Regions from separate parts of the Sus scrofa genome. Here region 1 is linked to region 2. A link is a contact called in public Hi-C data. All regions are on one chromosome and are shown on one strand. The core of a region is the stretch at or near the end of the contact, and the rest is flanking DNA. Distances in the headings are between cores, read along the strand shown.

The links. Hi-C and Micro-C count contacts between places; a contact is called where the count stands out from the background.
Region 1: a contact with region 2 is called in a Hi-C map of omental adipose tissue, with 2.0 times the contacts expected there. The contact joins the promoter of LMNB2 here to the enhancer-like site in region 2. A contact is called at or near these places in 2 of 5 promoter capture datasets (fetal skeletal muscle and liver), 9 of 47 Hi-C or Micro-C datasets (alveolar macrophages, embryonic fibroblasts, epiblast stem cells and 6 more) and 1 of 2 datasets of contacts at active chromatin or transcription factors (alveolar macrophages).

Annotation. Positions count from the first base shown.
Region 1 is chr2:76,123,244-76,127,248 of Sscrofa11.1, forward strand. It overlaps LMNB2 (lamin-B2), which reads left to right and starts at 2,689. Exons shown (of 12, transcript XM_003353991.4): 1 at 2,689-3,011. The coding sequence starts at 2,730.
Region 2 is chr2:75,682,358-75,686,454 of Sscrofa11.1, forward strand. No RefSeq gene overlaps it. Among named protein-coding and RNA genes, the nearest start is that of TLE6, 130 kb to the left of the region's middle. Within about 2 kb of position 2,619, at least 39 of the 83 cell types and tissues checked have an H3K27ac peak or open chromatin away from gene starts, as enhancers often do. A contact at or near this core is called in embryonic fibroblasts, omental adipose tissue and retroperitoneal adipose tissue, where this site is marked.

The DNA.
Region 1 (4,005 bases), core at 1,439-3,938, 440 kb after region 2:
CCCGTCCGCTCAGCGCCGAAATTTGAAAATTGCTGAAGCCTCCCAAACTGAGCGCGCGGAGAGAAAGACCCGGCCCCAACCCTGGGAAGAGCAGGGCTTTCTGGGACTTGGAGTTCAGCCCCCCCGGGGGTCCTGCGGGTGCGGAGGTCCGCGGGGGGGCCGTGGAGGGGAGAGCTCGGGGCACAGATCTGGGCAGAGAATAGGAATCCGACGCCATTTCACAGACGGGAAGATTGAGGCCCAGGCCCGTGGTTGAGGCACAAGGAACAGCATTCTTGGTGCAGGGAACAGCACAGGCAAAAACCTGGAGGTGGATGGAACATTCAAGTGCCAAAAGGGGTCAGCGAGGTGGGTGCCAGATGGGACCCTGCAGGCTCTTGAATGGCAGGAGGTGGGGATTAAGTTGGTCTGTGGCCCAGCTCTGATGGGGAGGGCGCTGCAGCTAAGTCTGGGCGTGGAGGGGAGAAAGATGACCCCCTGAAAGCCCCAAACCCAAACCTCAATAATTTTTCTCTCCTCCAGCCCTGCCTCCTGTGGTATCACTTATTCGTACTTTGTTTTAAACACCATCATGTTCTACCAAAGTTCTTTTCTATTTGTGGACAAGGTGACAGCATAGGGTCCACAAATAAAGGTAACTTTGGAGAGGACCGCATAGTCATGATCTAGCCAGGGACTCACACCTGTGGGGTGCTGGGGTGGGGTGGGGGCTTTGCTTCTGGTAAGAGGGGAATGTTAGTGAAGATCAGGTTCAAGACAGGTGAGCACTAAGGGGAGACTCCCCCCCAACGCCTGCAAGGGCTGGAGCAGGAATCCGAGTTCTCAGTGTGTGCTTTGTTGGGGTCCGTGAGCAAGGCTGTTTGCGCCAAGCTCCTGGAGGTGAGATGTTTGGGAAGAGGCATTCTTGAGGCAGAAAAAACAGATGGCAAGTGCCAGGGTTAGAGGAAGGAAGTGGTTCTCAACTGAGGGAGATTTTGCCCCTTTGGTGACAGGTGGCAACAGGAACATTTTTGGTTGTCCTGGCTGAAGGGGGTGGGGGTGCTACTGGAGCCCAGAGATGCTGTCTATCAATATCCTTCAGTGAATAAGTCAGTTCTCCACCAGAGGGAGCAGTGGAGCCCAAATGTCCAAAGCACCAAGTTGGAGAGAACTTGTTCCATTTTTTGGTCTCTTCTGGATATTTATTTTATTTTATTTTATTTATCTTATCTTATCTTATCTTACTTTATTTTATTTTTGTCTTCTGTCTTTTTAGGTCTGCACTTGTGGCATTTGGTAGTTCCCAGGCTGGAGGTTGAATCGGAGCTGTAGCTGCCGGCCTACGCCACAGCCACAGCAACTCAGGATCTGAGCCTTGTCTGTGACCTACACCACAGCTCATGGCAACCCCGGATCCTTAACCCACTGAGTGAAGCCAGGGGTCGGACCTGCATCCTCATGGATACTAGTCAGGTTCGTTAACCACTGAGCCACGATGGAACTCCTGGACATTTTGTATAAGTGGAATCATACACTGTGTGGCCTTTTGTGTTTGGCTTCTTTCACTGAGCATTTTTTTTTTAATTGAGATATTTTAAAATTGATGTATAAATAACCTATTAGTTTCAGGTGTATAACTTACTGACTCCATACTTGTATATAGTGGGAAACGATTACAACCATAAGCCTAGGTAACATTCATCACCATACATAGTTATAGGATTTTTTTTTCTTGTGATGAGAATTTCTTCTTTATGGCCACACTCACAGCCTATGAAAGTTCCTGGGCCACGGATTGAATCTGAGCCACAGTAGTGACCTATGCCACAGCTGTGACAAGGCTGGATTCTTAATCCACTGTGCCAGGCCAGCGATTGAACCCATGCCTCAGCAGCAACCAGAACCACTGCAGTGTGATCTTTAACCCACTGAGCCACCAGGGAACTCCCAAGATCTACTCTGTTAGCAACTCTCAAATATGCAATACAATATTGTTATCTATAGTCATCATGCTGCCCATAACATCCCCATGGCATTTATCTTATAACTGGAAATGTGCACCCTTTGATGCCCTTCACTGCTTCAAACCCTCCACTCCAGCCACCAATCTGTTTTCCGTGTACATGAGCTTGGGTTGTACACCTGAAATTAGCACGACATTGTAAATCAACCAAAGTTCAATTTTTTAAAAAAGAAAGAAACACATACACACAAGAGAGAACTGCAAAACTTTACTTATAGACATAATAAGACATTCAAATAAAAGTTAGTGATTCAGGATTGACAGATGTAGGAAAACAGACAATCTCACACATTGCTTCAAAACTGGAAATTGGTAAACCTCTTCGGAGGACAACCTGACACTATTTATAAGCGGCTGGGGGATTTTTGGTGTTGTTTCAGGATTTTTAGATTTCACATATGGGTGAGATCACGGAACATATTTCTGAGGTTTCTTCACCAAATTTAATTTTAATGAGGCTCTAAAGAGGTAGGTAGGTTACATGAGTGGGGAAACTGAGGCCCGAAAAGAAACCAGGCATCACACAGTGGCAGAGCTGGAATTTGGAGCGGGCAGTTGGGCAGTCGTCCCGCGCCTGCTGAGTTGATGACAGCGAGGGAAACGGAGCGGGAGACTACAGCTCCCGGCGTGCGGCGCGCGGCTCCGGTGGGACTACAAGTCCCAGGCTGCCCCGTGGCGGTGGCGGCGGCGGGCGGCGGGCGCCATCTTGGTCGGCGGCGCGGATTGAATGAGCCCGCCGAGTCGCGGCCGCCGTTCTGAGCCGCGCGGACCCCGAGCCGCCGCCGCCGCCGCCGCTGCCGCTGCCATGGCCACGCCGCCGCCTGGCCGCGCGGGCGGGCCCGCTACGCCGCTGTCGCCCACGCGCCTGTCGCGGCTGCAGGAGAAGGAGGAGCTGCGCGAGCTCAATGACCGCTTGGCGCACTACATCGACCGCGTCCGCGCGCTGGAGCTGGAGAACGACCGGCTCCTCCTCAAGATCTCCGAGAAGGAGGAGGTGACCACGCGCGAGGTGGGCGCGGGCGCCTGGATCTTCGCTACGGCGGGCGGGCCTCCGAGGGTCCCACGGGGTTCGGGGACCCTCGTGCGAGAGGGGGCACTGGGGCGGGTTCTGCCCAACCGAGGTGTCCCCAGGGGTTGCGGGGGCCCCGGGCTAGGGTCGCACGTTTCGTTGGGCCCCGGCCTCTGAGGGTCTCCAGAGGGTTTGGGGGACATCTCCCATGCGAGAGGTGGAGACTGGCGCTGGCTCCGCCCACCGAGGGGTCCGGGAAGATCTCGGGGATCCCTTGAGTGAAGGTTGCATGCTGGGGCGTGCCCCTGCTTGAGGGACCCCGCGAGAGATTAAAGGGATCCTGAGTGAGGGTTGGAGGTCAGGATGGGCGCCTACAAGGGACCCCAGGGGTTTCTGGGGTACAGCACCCCCGCAAGAGCTGGAAACTAGCACCGGCCCCATCCACCGAGGGATCCCGGACGATCTGGGGATCCCCTGAGAAGGGTGCAGACTAGGGCGAATCCCGTTCTCTGATGGGTCCCTGAGGATCTGGGGAGCTTTGAGTGAGGGGTGCACACTGGAGCAGGTGTTTCACGTATTTCACGAGTGAGGAGTGCATTCTGAGGCTGACCAGTTCCTTGAAGGGGACCCAGGGGATTGTGGGTGCCCTGACAAGGGGTACACACGGGAGGAGACCTATCCTCTGAGGCATACTTGATGGGATCTCAGTGGAGGTTCCTGAATGAGGGATGCAGACTGGGCTGGTCTATTTCCTGAGGGATCCCTGGAGGAGTGGGGAGGGGGGCTGTGGGAGTGGTGGAAGTGGGGCAGGCCCCACCCACCGAAGAGTCCGAGGAGATCTAGGGGGCCCCTAAATGGTGGGATGTGAGCCAGCATAAGCTTTGCCCCTAAGGGAGTTTTGGGGAATCTTGGGATGTGTTTGGGTGTTCAAGTGTCCTAGGAGAAAACTTGGAGTTTCTTGGGGTCTCTAAGGAGACTGGGAGGCCACAGCTCT
Region 2 (4,097 bases), core at 1,369-3,868:
CCAAAGATCAAAAATACTACTAATCAAGGAGTTCCTGTCCCGGCACAGCAGAAACAAATCCAACTAGGAACCATGAGGTTGCAGGTTTGATCCCTGGCCTCGATCAGATCAATGGGTTAAGGATCCAGCGTTCCTGTGAGCTGTGGCGTAGGTCAAAAACACAGCTTGGATCTGGTGTTTGTTGTGGCTCTGGCCTAGGCCAGTGGCAACAGCTCCAATTCGACCCCTAGCCTGGGAACCTCCATATGCCATGGATGCTGCCCTAAAAAGACCAAAAAAAAAAAAAAAAAAAAAAAAAAAAACAAACAAACCCAAAAAACAACAAAAAAACTCCAAAACAAAACCCTACTACTGATCGAGTTTTTTGGAATCCATTTGCTTTATTTTCCTGTTTCTCTGGTTGTACTGCTGTGTTTTCCAAGACTATAACTGGTATGATCATTCCTTTAAGGGATTTTATAATAGCTTATTTGTGGTTGAAAACAGTCCCAAACAAAACTGCTTCCCTGAGTCACCCAAACGTTCATTCTTTATTCACCCAGAATTTTATTCTCACATTCATTTCTGCAAAGCAGATGGGACAGTGACAGGATGTTCATTCACTCATCTCTAGTATTTACTAGTAAGCTGCAGCCCATGTGTTCTGCTGTTTTCATGGCTTCTCATGTTATTGGCATTTCCACCATAAAATCGTTTTATTAAATTTCTATTAGTATGGCTTTTTAATTTTTTTAAATGGCTGTGCCCAGAACATACGGAAGTTCCAGACCCACAGCTGTGACCTACACCACAGCTGTGGCAACATAGTACAGATCCTTTTTAATTGGAATTTTTATTGAGAGAATTGTAGATTCATATGGAGTTGGAAATAACTCAGGGATCTCCTCTGCCTTTGCCCAGTGCTAAAATTTTGCAAAATATAGTTGTATGTCACTACCAGGATCTTGACATTGATACAATCTATTTTATTCAAGTGTGTGTGTGTTAAGTTCTTTACAATATTTTTGCTTTTATGTTCTATGCAATTTTATCACCTAGGTAGGTTCATTTATCCGCAGTCAAGAAATGGAAAATGTTCATCACCATATGGCTCTCCTTCACACCCACCTCCCTCCCAGCTTTCCCATGCCACCTTAACAATCTAGGAAGATTTAAATTTTTTTTTTTCTTTTTGGTCCTTCCCAGCATGAGGAAGTTCCAGGGTCAGGGATGGAACACAATCCACAGCAGCAACTCAGGCCACTGCACTGACAACGCCTGATAAGAAGTCTTTTCTAAAAGACACTCATTCTCCTAGGAGTCCCCAAAATCCCACACCCCATGTACTAAGCTACACATGCCTGACTGGGCTCTGAAATCTGTCTATGACAAAGATGATCAGAGGCTGGGCCAGTATCCAGACAAGAAGGTCCTGAAGCATCCAGTTATGCCAGAAAGTCAGGCAATGTTCACAAAATGATGAGGAGCTTGGAGTTCCCGCTGTGGCTCAGCAGGTTACAAACCAGACTAGTATCCATGAAGATGCAGGTTTTGATCCCTGGCCTCTCTCAGTGGGTTAAGGATACCCTGTTGCTACCAGCTGGTGGTACATAGGTCGCAGACGTGGCTCTGATCTGGCGCTGCTGTGGCTGTGGCACAGGCCGGCAGCTTGAACTCTGACTGGACCACTAGCTTGGAAATTTCCATATGCCACACATGCAGCCCTAAAAACAAACAAACAAAAAAGATGGGGACTTGTTAAAAGAGCACAGGAGCCAGTCTACAGGGACTCCTTCCAGAAAATCTCAGAAAGTGGGACGGGAAAACCTGTTTGTAAGAAGACAACGTTCCTCTCCCACTTGGAGTCTGATTCTCTTGGATGCTAAGAATCTGTCCCCATTTCCACAATGAGCTAGGGCGCCATCCAGTGGCCACAGTAGGATATCACGAAGCATTTACACAGGTGTTTCTGGACACAACAATCCACATGAATTTTTGTTTTCCAAGAAAAAGGATTCAGTTTCACGTTGCCCTGGTTGACCCCTTTGCACGTGGCTCAGCTTTGCTCTGCGCCCAGGGAAACCAGCCTCCATCCACATCTCACTCATATCCACCCTTCCCCCAAATCCTAAAGTGAGGCCGCCGCGGGTCCTAAGGTGTAGGGGGTCAGATGGTCCTGCGCCGCCAAACAAGACCCCTGAGGCTCAGTTCCATTCGTCCTAGACTGGACTTTGGAAGTAACCCTTTAAATAACCCCGACCCCTGCCCTTTGAACTGTACCCCGCCCTCTGACCCACTCCTGGCGCGGCTTGCTCCTCGCCCAGCCTTGGCCGCCAAGCAGTCGCAAGGCCTGACCCTGCTGTGGACACCAAAAGGAGTAGCGTGTAGTCCCATGAAAGCAGCCAACTCTGCAGTAGCGTTCTTGATCGCACTTCCGCTTCCGGCCCCGGGGCAGCTGGGAGCAATAAAAAGGGGGCAGACCTACGTTTGGTGTTGGTGGAAGCTCGAGGATAGGCAGGTCAGCTTCTCCAATCATAGAGCAGATAAATACTATTTCCCCGGTCATTGGGACGTTATTGGTTCTAGTGTGGTGCCCTGCCCCCTTAGGCTTTCCGGAAGCGGGAATGTGCTTGTGGGCGTGGTCAATGAGGGCCCGCCCACATCCCCACACGGGCGTGTCTAGGGTAGAAAGCACACCCAGAGGTGTGGCTGAGGGCGTGGCCTCCTGGGCAACCCCTGAGCACCCGGGTGTCTAATAAGCAATGTTTGTTACATAAGCAATAAATGCTCATTTCTCTGAAAACTTTTCTTTATTTACACCCCTATAAAAAGACATTCCTATTATTGGAATGTTGCTTCTTGGAACACACCTTATTTTTCCAGAAATGTGTCATATTTTATTCATTTGTTTACGTACTGCTTTTCTAATAACTGCGTCGTGCTATCCCATAGTAGCCACTGGATGGCGCCCTAGCTCACGTTTTCGCTTTGGTGCCTATTTTGTTTTTTGTATTGGATATTCCTGAAGGAAAAATGCATGTGGAATCCTGAAAAAAAAATGCTAATTAAGCATAGCTATATTCCAAACTCTATTTTCTGGACAAGGGAAGACAACAGTAAATTAACACAAAAATCCTTGCCCTCATCCTTAGATTCCGATGGGGAGGGACAAAAAAAAAAAAATTAACCATGTTAATAAAGAGTAAATGTATTAAATATTATATCTCAAATGTGGACAGGTGAGCACTATGAGCATCTGTCCCTCCTGCTGCCTCCCCCAGACCCTGTACAAATGTTTGGTTCCCATCACACTCAGGGAAGCCTCTATGTTGCCTAATTGCCCCCTTGCCCCTTTCTGGGGACACAACCCCAGTCCTCTTCCAAGTCCTAGGCAGGATACTCCTGGAAGTGGAGGGTGCCGGGGTGATTGAGGTGAAGCTGGGGCAACTCTGGGCTGCAAGCTGTCATCTCTGGCAGTTGGAGAATTTCACATATACATTGGAAGATGGCCAGGATGTGGTGTGTCTGGTTGACTATGCATTCAATTAACAGGCTCAAAAATTAGGGAAAATCAAAAATTCTTACAGGTCTCCCTTTTAAGGACATGACTGTTCAGACACAATAAGTTTTTATAATAGCTAAAGCTCTAAAACATCTAGAAGAACACTGGAGAAAAATCTTTGTGATCTTGGGATAGGCAAAGATTTCTCAGGATAGAAAATGTGGAAAAGATACACAAAGAAATGACCTAGTTTGTCCTTAAAATTTTGAATATTTGAATATTTTGCACTGTGAGAAAACAAGCAGGCAAGCCACAACAAGGAGAAAATATTTGTGTAACAGATTCTGACAAAGTCATTGTATCCACAATGCACAAAGAAGGCTTTCAATGGAGGAAAATCATCGTCACAAGAGGGCCCCATTTCACCAGCAAAACCTCCTAGTTGGCTGTTTGGACCTAGTTGCTGAAGTATTTCAGGGTAAACAAACTTGGGTCACCTGTGTGCAGTAAAGCCCATTTACTCACGCCGAGTTGTGGGGAAGGAAAGTGCAACGTTTCCTGCAGGCATCTAGCAAAGAGTGCAGGCACTTAATGCTGAAAAGATCAGAACTTCCTG